Regions from separate parts of the Mus musculus genome. Here region 1 is linked to region 2. Evidence: chromatin contacts called from public Hi-C data. All regions are on one chromosome and are shown on one strand. Each heading gives the region's core, a stretch centred on a gene start, on an enhancer-like site or on the middle of the called end of the contact. The rest is flanking DNA. Distances are from core to core; before and after follow the strand shown.

The links. Hi-C and Micro-C count contacts between places; a contact is called where the count stands out from the background.
Region 1: a contact with region 2 is called in a Hi-C map of the N1E-115 cell line, with 8 times the contacts expected there. The contact joins two enhancer-like sites. A contact is called at or near these places in 4 of 484 Hi-C or Micro-C datasets (the N1E-115 cell line, cerebellar granule neurons, cerebellum and 1 more).

The regions. Positions count from the first base shown.
Region 1 is chr4:82,583,401-82,586,844 of GRCm38.p6, forward strand. It overlaps Gm11267 (a long non-coding RNA gene), which reads right to left. Exons shown (of 2, transcript XR_003955228.1): 2 at 1-3,444. Among named protein-coding and RNA genes, the nearest start is that of Gm11267, 3.1 kb to the right of the region's middle. Within about 2 kb of position 1,356, at least 14 of the 459 cell types and tissues checked have an H3K27ac peak or open chromatin away from gene starts, as enhancers often do. A contact at or near this core is called in the N1E-115 cell line, cerebellar granule neurons and cerebellum, where this site is marked.
Region 2 is chr4:82,382,790-82,385,890 of GRCm38.p6, forward strand. Nfib (nuclear factor I/B) reads right to left here. Exons shown (of 12, transcript NM_001113209.2): 3 at 819-872. Among named protein-coding and RNA genes, the nearest start is that of Nfib, 120 kb to the right of the region's middle. Within about 2 kb of position 1,637, at least 88 of the 459 cell types and tissues checked have an H3K27ac peak or open chromatin away from gene starts, as enhancers often do. A contact at or near this core is called in the N1E-115 cell line, cerebellar granule neurons and cerebellum, where this site is marked.

The DNA.
Region 1 (3,444 bases), core at 106-2,605, 200 kb after region 2:
TGCCTTTTCACCTCCCCATTAGCTTTTACCTAATTATAATTCTCCTTCATTTATCAGAGTTACTTATCATTCTTTTTGCTTCTTATTAGTAACAACTAGAGTATTTTTGCCAAATTAAATGCAGAAATAGTTAAACTCAATATATTCTGCTTCTCAAAAGCCAAGGAAAAATTTTAAGTTAAGCTGATGATTGCTAAATTATACAGGTAGCTAAAATAAGGCTTTTGCTATCCATCCATGCATCCATCCATCCATGCATCCATCCATCCATGCATCCATCCATCCATGCATGCATCCATCTGTGCATCCATCCATGCATCCAGCTGTCTATCTATCTATCTATCTATCTATCTATCTATCTATCTATCTATCTATCTATCCTACTTAAATAGACATTACTGATGGCTACTGCTTTCCAGGTATTATGCTAGGTAGTAAAGATACAACAATGAAAGAGCTCTCCACTCTAGAGAGAGGAAACATAGGTTAGAACAAATGCAGCATATGAGAAGTGCCCCCATAAAAGATGTGGGACCCTGTAATTGAGGAAAGATGTGTAGAAGGCAATAATTATTAACTCAAAACCAAATAGACACATATTATTTCCATGATTTCCTCAAATGGATTCTCTAGCCTTCAGAAATCTTGGAAGGATAAGAATGGAACCTCACCTCTGACTTCTATCACTGACCCTAAGCAAGGCTCCAAGCTGCCTTGAGTATCTCCCACTTCCGCATAATAACATCATTTCTTGAAAATGACTTTCCTAGAATTTACAGGGAATTTAATACCACATGTCTCCTTGGAGGTTTTGCTCACTAAGAGTATAATTATATCATCAATGGCCTATTTGAAGACGAAGAAAATTATGTTTTGTTTCCACCGTCTGTCCTATTCAGTCACTATAAGAATTGGCTATTTTAGGTAAATCTCTTCTATCTCTTATTTAGGTAAATCATTTTTATGGAATGATCAAGTCAATCTCCTTCTTAATCCACACAAAATAAGTGGAAATGTAAGCACATCTGGATGGAAGGTTGCATGGCCTCTTTTTAGCGCCTGACGGAAGGTTTGCTAACCTACTGTCTTACCTTGTTACCTTGTCACCTTGTCACCTTGTCTTACCTTGTCACCTAGTTTTCCTAACGATGCTCCCTCATCCTTCCTTTTGATTTTTTTTGCCACCCAACAGCACCCCAGAATGCTTCATTTGGTGACATCACAAATAGCCACGGGTTGCTTCTGGTGTCCCATCTGTTCCTGCAGCCCTTGCTTCAGTACAGGCAAGATATGAAGCTCCCGTGCAGTTGAGGCTGGGCTGGGGGAGGGGATTGGGCCTTTGAGGCTGTTTTCTATCAGGGCCCTGCAGCTGTCAATGTTGGCTGCAGAAGCCAGTGACTGTCCTTGCAGCTCCCTGATGCCGGCCGTGCACTGTGCTTGGGGATATTAATTGGACTTTCATTATGTGAGTGTACCCAGAGGCTTTGGCAGTCAATTCTTATATCTATATTGATTCATAAAAAAATGCCAATAAATAACAGCTCTCTCAAAGCATCTTCTAATGTTTCTGGTAATTAATTGGTTTATGTTTACCCCTAGATTTTTCTTTCTTTCATTTTCTTTTTCTTCTTTTCTTTTTTTTTTTTCCTTTCTTTTTACACATTGCAGCATAATAGATCACAGAATCTCTGGGACAATGGACAGGCACATTGGCTAAATCACCTTATTACAGTTCCATATAGTTGAAAAGAGGCTTAATGCTAAATTATCAGATTCCAGCTATTGTGGAGACCAGGAATGAATAATGCTCCAAAATGACCGCCACGGAGCCTCTGTTCCACTCATTGTCCCAGGAACCATTGGGCACGCCTTCCATTGAGTTCTCCATAGAGCCGCGGTCCCTGAAATGAACAGTGGGGCCCAAATTCAGGCCTAGATACATCTCTTTGCCTTTTGGTGTATTATAAGTTAAAATGTATTTTCAGCCCCAGACTTTAAAAAAAAATCTTATATTACATTTGTGTGTAACTATGGGCAAAATTATGCTATTAGTTTTGGAACACCCAAGTTAGGCATCCCAAACTACCTTAGCACCCATAATTACTATATAGTGTGTCACATAAAGTAGGGATGAAAGTAAAAATGGCATGTCCATTTAACTCGCCAAAATTCAAAGGAAGAAAGGATGTTCATTAAAAGTTAATAGTGACACAGCTGTGCAGAACTCTCCCAGAAAATGTCATTGTCACAGGAGTCTGACTGTGACCCGGTGTCATTCTCCGCTGCGGAATCTGAGGGGCCTCTGGTATGGTGAGCTGTTGGCGGACAGAGAAAGAAGAGCAATGACCCATGGAGGCAGGGGACGAGAAGATTTTGGAAGACACTTGTTCTGGCTGCTGTACGTAACAAGAAGCGGATGTAATTTTAATTCCAGTTAGGTGGGGTATGATGTCCTGATGAAGCCTTGCCACTCGTGCATACAAAGATAGGGAGACCTGAATTCTGTACAGCAAACTATTTGCAGTCACCCCTCTCCTACTTTATATCGAAGTCTCGTTCTCTTTCTTTTTAAATAAAAAGGCCCACTGATTTGAGATCAAAGCAGGAATATAAAATAAACTAATAATATAAAAAAATAAAATAAAATAATAATAATATAAATAATAATAATAATAATAATAATAGCAACATAACATAAACTAATAGTATCAAAGTCTCTGTTACCAAAATGTCACCTTAACAGCACTGCCGTCACGGTTGGCAACTGTGACTGTTCCTGCTATATTATATTTGTTTTTTCTAAATAAATCTTTGGCTAAATCAAGCAACAATGGTGGCACAAGCAGATGTGCCACACTAACTGTCTCCCACTGGCAGACAACTCACCTTGAACTGCTTTGTGGAAATATTAAGCAGTGGCTGAGAGTAAGAAGGATTAATGAGGGCCAACTTTGGAGAAAACAGTTCAGAGCTCTTGCTTCCAAAAATGTGAGGATAGCCAATATGTTGCATTTCTTTAGGAGTTCAAAAATAGGCAAATAAGTAAAATTAGACTTCAAAAAAGAATCCCTAAATTTGAGAAATTCTTCACAAGCCTTTTCCCGAGAAACGAACAAGAGGAGTCCAGGACCAATTAAAAAAAAAAAAAAAACAAATTTGTATTCAAGATCATACCAAGTCATAATTATTGATACTTTTTTTAAAATAAGATTCTTCTTCAAGTTAATAGAGAAGTAACCAGACAGTTAGTGACAGCCTCCAAAACCTTTACCCGGGGAGTTGATCTGACCTAGGAGATGCACAAACATACTTCTATTAATTAAGGTATGCTAATAAGATAGAAAAATGATTTCATGCAGAGGGCTGCAAGAAAAGGCAGGCCCTGACTATTAGAACAAACAAGACAGAACAGGAGAGGGGCCGAGAAGGAAGTGTCAGTGCCAT
Region 2 (3,101 bases), core at 387-2,886:
TTTTTTTGGAGAGACTGAGGGGAGGTGTGGCTATTTGGGGTTTATTGTGTTTTGCTTTTTTCTGTTTTGTTTTGTTAAGAATATCTTTAGAACATTCTTTTAACAAAATCACAGATACAATTAAAATTTTATGATAATGGAAATTTGAAATTATTCTTTATGCTAATTTTACATGATTTTCTCATGGAAAACAAAAAAACAAAAACAAAAACAAAAAACTTCTTATAAATCCAAAGTCGCATGCTGCATGTTGAGAGAGTGGAACTCCCCAGTATAGCTAAAATGCATGCAGTCAGGCTCAGGTCTGAAACTAAAGACCAGACGCACCTTACACTGAAGACCGGGAATCAAAAGTCCTGCAAAAACCACTTTATAAAAACATAACCATTCAGTAGAAACTTTCTTAAAACATAGTGGGTAAACTATAAAAGAACAGAAATTACCAGATTTTTGTTTGGGGGTACTCTGGGGGCAGGGAATGTTTATTTTAAAAATGATTAAAAGGTGTTTAGCTTTTCAAATGCCTAAAACATAAAGCTAAGCATGTGTTTGAATCAGTTTCTAAGGATACAATAAATAAATAAATAAACAAATAAATAAACAAATAAATAAGATCTCGCGGCTCAGGTGAACAAAGATGGCTGCGGTGAGAAGCCGTTCCCGCTGTTGCAGAGGCCTCCACACAATCACATCTTGTCCCAATCCGACTGCCTGCCAGAACAAGACAGGCAGCTGACCAATTATGGCTGTTGATCTATACAGGGCCCCTTTGTTCTCCAACAATGTCAGGGTGCACACGTCCGGGGACACATATTTACCTGGAGGATTCTTGGCAGGATCACTGTGGCTTGGACTTCCTGATTGTCCAGAATCTGTAAAGAAATCACAGAATATGTTTTCTTTTTAATTTGTTATGAAAGAATTTCACAATACTTAGTAGAACTTTAAAAAAATTTTTTTAAGGTACAACAATGAGGTGAAGTGTTTAAATAAAGTATACTTTCCCAAGCTGTTCCATAGGAACATTTTATTCACCAACCTAGATAAATGTCTATACATATTTCTTCTCAAAGGGAACAATTACTGGCCCATAATGCTTTGAGGGTGGAGGAAGGTTTTCCTGCAATGAGAGGTCTGGCCACAAAGCCACTAAAACCGTTTGAAGGTTAGGCAAATAGCAAGGCCAGATAGTAGAAATCTGAAATAAAGCAGATACTGTCCCTTAAAAGATACAATCTAAAAATAATTAAGAATGCTTTTAAAAAAACCCAAGACTATGCATTTCTTCAGAGAGTAAAAGACAGAGAAACAAGAGCCGTCTCGTCTGGGTTTTCACAGGCAGGTTCAGCTATCCACTCCAGTAATCCCCCAACCTACTGGATCCCGGCCCAGTTCTGCCTGCATCCCATAATAGCAATCGATTTGCAAACACCAGGAAAAGCATAAATTACTAGGTAGAAAACCAACATGGCTTTGCGGAGAGCAAATTGTTGGATCAATTTAATCTCCATCTGCGAGATACAGGCAGGCTCTTAGATAAGGTGGAAGGGACGGCCACCTTCATTTCAGAGCAGCTCTGTCCTATGTCATTCCTTACCAACACCACAGAAAGGGCTCAGAGGACAGGCACTGTCAGCCAGTGTGCCTGCCCTAACCCATTTACGGTACTGTGTTTGGCTTGATCCTCTACCTCCATGAACCCTCTGCATTTATCTGCGTCATCTGGCCTGGGTTCTTACACACTTACTGGCAGAGAGTTGCTATGAAATCTTTTATTGGCTCTAGCACATAGGTTTTGTCTCCATAGCTACACCACACTAGGAAAGAAGGGGCAGAGAGCCTGTCTACCTCTTTGTCTTCCTGGGGCCGTTCATGGCGTGAACACACTAGGCTTGCAGTATATGCCAGAGAAATGGATGGCACAGATTCAGCAGCCTTCACTGCTTGCCTACAAAAAGGCAATTTTGAGCACAATAGTGAATCTCAACAAAACGTGGTACTGGTGGTGTCACCAACTGCTATAAACTCATAAGTCTCTTCCTCAAAACCTTGCCCTTATACTTGAAGCAAGGAAGGGATTAAATTAAGCAGAAAAGCAGACTCCTTTTGTTGTTGATCAAGCTACGTGGTTATGCCAGGAAAGTGGTTAACATACTACAACTGCTCTTCAATCCTAAAGGTCGGAACACCCTGCTAGTCTATGCCTGTATAAAACTTGGTTATTCATTTCTGCCTTTGACTCCTGCTTCCTAGGTCAGACTTAATGGTGAAGAAGAATATAATCCCTCTATCCTATTTCCCTTTTTTCCCTTTGCTCTACAGTAAATTTCATGAAAACAGCACGGTTATTTTTGTGATTCTCACAATGACCTTCACCATGATTCTTACTTCACAAAATGGAGGAAAAGAAACTGGAAAGATCTGACTGCACTGGCTAGCTTCTCCTGCAGCCAGAAGCCAGTTCTCTTCTCCAAGATCTTTTCTCTTACTTTTTTTTTGTGGAATTGAGGCAAGACTGACATTTATAAATTAAGAGAAGAGTGTTGTTGCTGTTATTATTGTTGCTGTTGTTGCTGCTGCTGCTGTTATTGTTGTTGTTGTTGTTGTTGTTGTTCCTTTCAAAGAGAAGGCCACACTGGCCACTTTTCAAACTAAGAGTGTAACAATTGCAATGAAGTGTTAAAACTGTTTCGTTTTGTTACTGCCCCTGCTGTTTCAGCTTTGAGCTCACCTCTTGTCTAGTACATAGGTTACCTAAGAGTTTACCTTTCCAAGGGAGTCTAACCTGTTGAGATTCCTACTTACAGGGTCAGACTCAGAGGCCAGACTCTCCATAGTTTTTCGATTTCCTCTCTGGAGCTCCTTAACACGTACAAACTGTCCAACAAGAGACTCTAGAAACAGCAAGAAGGGAAAAGACTGCAGCTGTCCTACGCAGGTGAGTGGCAGGGCAGCCTCACACTAGAAGCCATGGACTTTAAACAGGAGCCTTATCATGTTTGGCTACAATGTCTGCAAAATGTCACCCCTCACCTTCATTGCCTCTACTGCTAAACTTCTGTCCAGTAGAATAAAGACCAGTGTCTCTTCCCCGAGAATCT